2 separate regions of the Rattus norvegicus genome follow, and region 1 is linked to region 2. The links are chromatin contacts, called in public Hi-C maps. All regions are on one chromosome and are shown on one strand. The core of a region is the stretch at or near the end of the contact, and the rest is flanking DNA. Distances in the headings are between cores, read along the strand shown. Region 1 overlaps Thap4 (THAP domain containing 4). Region 2 holds the start of Farp2 (FERM, ARH/RhoGEF and pleckstrin domain protein 2).

The links. Hi-C and Micro-C count contacts between places; a contact is called where the count stands out from the background.
Region 1: a Hi-C map of Schwann cells shows a contact between it and region 2, with 7 times the contacts expected there. The contact joins the enhancer-like site here to the promoter of Farp2 in region 2. A contact is called at or near these places in 5 of 12 Hi-C or Micro-C datasets (Schwann cells, frontal cortex, kidney and 2 more).

Annotation. Positions count from the first base shown.
Region 1 is chr9:101,704,133-101,707,280 of GRCr8, forward strand. It overlaps Thap4 (THAP domain containing 4), which reads right to left. Exons shown (of 6, transcript NM_001005564.1): 3 at 1,095-1,254. Among named protein-coding and RNA genes, the nearest start is that of Thap4, 24 kb to the right of the region's middle. Within about 2 kb of position 1,314, at least 11 of the 93 cell types and tissues checked have an H3K27ac peak or open chromatin away from gene starts, as enhancers often do. A contact at or near this core is called in Schwann cells, where this site is marked.
Region 2 is chr9:101,499,836-101,503,110 of GRCr8, forward strand. Farp2 (FERM, ARH/RhoGEF and pleckstrin domain protein 2) reads left to right here and starts at 1,292. Exons shown (of 27, transcript NM_001108233.2): 1 at 1,292-1,339.

The DNA.
Region 1 (3,148 bases), core at 64-2,563, 200 kb after region 2:
ATGTCACCTGCTCATAGGGTCACACACTGTTCTAGTCAGGCCTGAGCTAATGTCACCCGCTCAGAGGGTCACACACTGTTCTAGTCAGGCCTGAGCTAATGTCACCCGCTCAGAGGGTCACACACTGTTCTTGCAGTTGGAGTCCTGGCACCTACACCAGGCAGCTCATGACAGTCTGGAACTCCAGCTTCAGGGAGCTGACACCGTCTGCCCTCCTTGGGCACATACAGAGACACACAGAGACACATAATTAAATAATTTCTAAAAATCTCTGAATGTGAAATGCTTCTGCAAGTATTTCACGAAAGAGAAACTCAAAATGCAGTACCGTAAGTTATTTAGTAAGATTTAAGAATAGATATTTATTGTATTTATTTGATTGTGTATACTTGTGTGTAGGGGGTCAGTGAATAACTTGAGAGTCATTTCTCTCCTTCCACCATTGTGGGTCCTAGGGCTTGAACCCAGAGCATCCAGCTTAGAGGCCACTGACCCATCCTGCCAGCTCCTAGTTAAGATTCTTAAGAACTCTGTAGTGGAGACTAAAGCAGAAACAGATTTTTGCTTTTGTATTTTATGTACTTTTAAAAACACGTGAGTTTCTGGGGAATAAATCCAGGGCTTAGACATGCTACGAAACCACTCCATCACTGACAATGTCTCCACCCTATTTAAAATTGCTAAGTACATACATTACTTTTAAAATCACATTTCAGCCGCCCTTAAAATACTTGCTAAACACCTCACCTAGCACAGGGCAAAAATAAATGAGGGCCCCACCCTCTTACTTCAGCGGCCCCGAGTAACAGATGTCCACACATCAGACTGACAGTACTGGTTGAATTAAACACACATCAATTGCTTTTCTGCTTAGATTAACTACCTTGTCAACGGGCCGTCTGCCTGACATCTTAAAGAATGCAACAGTGTAACAGACCATTTTTACCAGCCCCATGCCTCAGCTGCCAGGCTCTGGGAAAGAAGACAGAGCTTTTCGGAAGCGAATCTAAAGGTGCTGCCTGGCATGTCTTGGATCAGTCTGGAGTTATCTAAATGCCTAGGCAGTCCGGGAGCGTGAGCACGATGGGACTTACGAGAAGTTGAGCATAGGCTGACCCACATGGGAGATGTGCACCTCCTCCAGGTACTGGAAGGGTTGCAGTGTTGGGAAGGTACCAACTCCCGGCGGCTCTGACAGCCAGGTACCCAGCATCCAGGACAACGGCTCCACCACTGGATTCAGCTTGGGAGGCTCTGAAAACGAAAGGACGGAACAGTAAATGACTCACTTCCTCCAGTGTTGGCCATACTTTGGAATGTGCTTTTGCCACAGCAGCCACACACCCCTCAAATGCCCTGTGGTGAGATCCTCTTGGACCTCTGCAACGTCCAGAGTCCGGGGAGTGATGAAGATGCCAGGGAAGCCTGAAGTCCTTCAGCCCCCGAAGTCCTGGGACCAGAATGTAGCCCAGGAGGAACGGTGCACAAGGAAGGGAGAACAGGCAGGCTAAGAAGCAGATGTGAAAAGCAACAGGGCTGGAGAGGGAGGCCATGCTGGAGCTGGAGGCTGACAGCTTCTAAGAAAATTATCTCTCCCTTCTATTCAACTGTGCCTGCTTCATACCGCAGCAGAGGCTGTCTGCTTTACTGTGGGAAGGTGGCACACTGGCTGGCACGCTGAGGAGCTGGAAGCAGGGCTGGAGGACAGCGAGGCAGGCTGCCCTATGAGGCAGCTCTGTGAGGACCAGCTGAGTGCTGCATGAAGGTGCGGTCTGTAACTGAGTCACATGACCTCCCAGGTCACCTCAGCTCTCACTCTGACTCTGCCAGAGACTGCAGGGCCTCAGAAGGGTCACCAGGCTGATTCCCACAGGTGAGCAGGATACTTCTGGTGCCTTTGTACACCTTGACCCTGGAGTCTGGAAAGCGGCTCACAGAAGAGCGGGGCTGGAGATGGAGGAGGTCAGTGCAGGAAGACTCCCCATCCACCAACAGACACAGCCCATTCCAGAGACCAACAACTCATGTGTCCTGCAAGGCAACTAGGTCAGCGCTGGGAACGACTTCAGCTTTAATATCACACAGCTCTGAGTTGAAAGAGTTAGGAAGAAGATTCAGAAGAGGGAAGACCTTTACAGGGCCCCACAGGCAGAGAAGACAACTTCCAGGCATCAGCTGTCTCCTACCATGTGGGTTCCAGGCATTGAACTCAAGTTCATCAGACTTGGCAGCAAGTGCTTTTACCCACTGAGTCGTCAATATTTTTTTATTGGGTTGGAGAAATGGTCTAGCTATTAAGAACACTTCTTGCTCTGGGGAGGACTAAGGCTTAACTCCTAGCACCACATGACCATCCATAACTCCGGTTCCAGGAGACCTGATGTCATCTTCTGACTTCTTTCGGCACTAAGCACACCCTTGGTGTACATATATGTATACAGGCAAAACATTTTAACATACAATAAAATATATAAATCTAACACGAATTTTTAACGTATTGTTTTTATTTACATATATATTTGCTAGTCTATGTGAGAGTGTAACGGGTCTAATTCTGGACCTCTTTACTGGATAACAGGCAGACCGAGCTCCTCTACTCCTCTACTCTTAGGGTGCCAAGTTCACCTCCATACCTTAGTTAAAGCCTAAGGGGAAGGGAGTAGCTGGAAAACACTCCAGTGGGGTTTGTGATCTCAAACTGTAGAGAACTCAGTCATTTTGAGCAAGACAGGACAGTCTGCTGCCTCACTCAATGTCATGAACTCCAACAACACCTAAGTCCTCTGGTGTGGGACAATGCTGGTGCCTTACTCTGAAGGGGCCCCTGGCAGCACTCAACCCACAGGGCACTGTGTATGGAGAAGTGTATGCGCCTCAGAGTGTCTCTGTAGGTAGCCATGATAGACAGGTGACCTGTACATTGTCTGTGGAGGAAATACCAGTTCTCCCTTACAAGCTCCTCCCACATAACTACTAAAGCATATGAAAAGCTAGTTCTGTCAGCATGTGTGTCCTGTTGGTTTGTGTGCCGATAAGCTTGCATGTGTCCCTCATGCACGGTAGCATGAGTATGCATGTCTTGTGAGGTCCTGTGCCCGACAGCACTCCCTTCTCCATTCTCTTCCTCTTTTACTCTGTTGCCCCTGCA
Region 2 (3,275 bases), core at 42-2,541:
TAGCTTCACACCTGTTTGTCAGCCTGACTCGTGAATTGACCACCCAGTACCATTGGAGCCTTCATCCTTTTGCTTTCTCAGCAGCGCACTGATCCTAGGCACTGAGGCTCCTGCTATCTAAGTCATTAGGTTGCTTATATCTAACCTCATTCTTGCCTTGTCCAGTCCAGCTCCTTTTCTTAATGATTGACATCACACTCGGTGGTGGTGGCAGTGGCAGTGGCTGGTTACAAGAAAGGGATAGCTAAGGCGGAGGAGAAAGTTGGGAAGCCTACTAACATTGCTGACCTAGTCAGCCTGTACTTCTAGGTTGCCTTGGGGATGCAAAGGCCCTCCCTGTTTGTCATAGGGACTTCACACCAAAGGCTAGTGCTCTGTATGAAATGACTTGGGGGCTGTATGGATTTATTGAGCCTAGACAGCGGTTGGTTCAGAGGGCTGGCTCCCTACAGGGCCATTCAAGTAACCAATGAAAGAAGAAAGTGAGGATGCTGCAAGTCACCGAAGTGGAAGGACCAAGATGCAGTCTCACCATTTTGATTTCTAGAAAGCTTCAAATCCAAAAGGGAACAGAGATGGCTTCGAGGACTCTTAGAATAGCCTGCCTCAAAAGCGACCCTTGAGGAACATCAGGTGTTTCCTCTATTCTCAGGTTGGGCACGACGGATGGGAGATAGGAAAGGAGCTGGCAGTTAGGGGATGCCTGACCAAGGATATGAATGCCAGCATAGTCCCGCGAGCTTGAAGTCCAAGGCCCCACCCAGAACCCAGGCCGCCCTTCTTGCCAAAGCCGGAATGTAGGCTGAGAACAGCCCGTATGCTAAAGTCCCGCCCAATGCCTACGTAGGGCCCACTCGCGTTCCAGAGTCCCAAGTCTGGGGTAGTCCTCCCTTGTTCCGAAGCTGCATCCAAGACGGAACCCTCCCCGCCGTGCCAAAGTGAAGACTAAGACGGAGAATTCGCGGCTCTCCTAAGTCCCACCCACCACAGCGTTCTCAGGTCCTAAAGCCCTTCCGACGGCCGAGGGGCCGAGGACCCGCCCAGCGTGTAGAGCCCTGTTGCACCCGCGGAGGAGCTGCAGAGCTTTGCTTCTGACTTTCTGGCGCTCACTCGCCCCGCCCTGCCCCATGTGATGACCAATCAGCGCTAGGTGCTGCGCTCGCAGGCGCTGGTCGGGAGGACCCACCCGCAGGCCAATCGGCGGTGCGTCCGCGGGGGGGGCGGGGCTGCGGCGGACGCGCGGCGGGGGCGGGGAAGCAGCTAGCTGTCGGGATCGGGCGGCGCGGGCACAGGACGTGGAGGAGGCCTGGCTGGCGGCGTCGCAGGCCGGTGTGGCACGGTGAGGACGTGGTGGCCGTGAGCGGGGGAGGGGGACAAGTGGCTCGGGGGCGGTGGGTCGGGCTTGGGTTTCCTTCGTTAACCGGACCTCAGCGGAACCCGAGCCGGACCAGGCCTGAGGCTGGCCGTCCACCAGAGAAAGTCCACGCCCGGCTCTGAGGCCTTCGTGAGGCGCGCCAGCTCCTCACAGAATCCGCGTTTGACAACACACGTCTGTGAATGGCCTGACTGTGGAGGGCGAAGGGAGGGAGAGTCTCGGGTCCAGACTGGATGTCCGCTGAGGACTGACTGGAGTGTTGCTTGAGTAAATGGGCAGTCTGGGAGGGCTGAGAGCTGCAGGGTTCCGTGGAGCCAGGCTGTCAGCAGAGTCCTGAGGGCAGGAACATCACACGTGGAGACCAGCTGTCGAGGAAGGGGGGGTGATCAGAGTCTGAGCGTCACTCGTGGACATTGAGTGTCCTGTAGAGGGCTAAGGGCCACAAGAATGCCCTGCTGAAGACCACCCCCACTCCCAGGCCAGTGCTCAACGAAGCAGAAGCCTTGAGAAGCAGCATCAGGAGCCACAAATGAAAGCCCAGAAGGTCATTCTTTTTTTCTTCTCAGCCTTTCCTTCAAAACTGAGAACTCAGGTGTTAATGTTGTTACGATACTAGGATCTAGAAGCAGTACTGGCCCATTGCGTTTTCCTCATCCCAGGTTGTAAGCGCCTTTGCCATTTACACACGTGGCAGTGATTTGTTAAGCTGTTTCGTGCCCCAGTAATGGTGGTGAAAAATAGATACGAAAAGGCATTCTTGAAGGAAATAATGTCGCTACACCGTGCTGAGAAAGAATGGAGAGACTTAAGATTCCAGGCAGAATCTTTAAAGGGGTGGCCTTTCTCCCTAGCTTTGTTCTGTTTCCATGAGGTGTTTTTGACTGGGCCACTGTGAAAATGTTTGGTAATTAGTGGGTAACGCTGAATTAGAGTCAGTCTTGTGGAGACAGTATTATAATCAGCAGCACAGATTCTCTTTGAAATCCTTTTGAAACGGGGAGGTATGAAGTAATCTTTACTTGTAGACCAAATAAAAGTTTAGTGAGTTTTGGGACACGGGAAGGCATTTGCAAAGCACTTTGTGGCTATCGAGTTGTCAGTTCTAAAGTCTTCAAAGGAGGGGTTGGGGGTTTAGCTCAGCTCAAGGCCCTGGGTTCGGTCCCCAGCTCCAAAAAAAAAAGAAAAAAAAAGTCTTCAAAGGAGAAGGCCAAGTTGCACAGCCTCCCCGTACCCCTATCCCCCACTGTTTTTTGTTGAGATATTTTCCATAGCCCCAGCTGGCCTCTAACTCCCCATCCTCCTCTGTCAGGCGTCTGAATGCTGCGAGTACAGTTCGAGCACGGGTGTGCGTCATGGCTTCCTAGGCACAACCCCATTTTAAATAAAGCAGAGAAAGACGTTGACTGGTGGGGTTGTGGATGCCTCCCTGGGATGTGTGTAAAACCAGCCATTGACAGAGAGGAGCTCAGGTATAACTCTCATCTGCCCCCCACCTTAGGTTCCTCATCCACAGAGTGGGTTTAGAATGTACTTACCTCAGATGCGAGTTGCCGTGACTAAGAAACAGTTTTTCAAAGCTGCTCAGATGCCCTGCCAATAAATGCTTACGTCAGTAACCGTTGCTGTCAAGGGAAAGAGTGACCTGAATCAACGGCAGTGCGTATTTGTAAGAAGAGTTAGGGAATTGGTGATTCCACAGAGTTATCCTACTTGGAGGGGAGGATATAGATTGCATTGCCTAAGCAGAGATTAATCAATCCATGGGTAATCCTGAGGGGCGCCATTACGTCTGTTTGTCAGTTTCCTCCTTTCCAAATATCCCTGCTTCTAGTCATGTGAACCCCTTCTGAATTCAGACATTAACAGATTTCTCTAAATCCTGCCAATCATTTCGGTTACA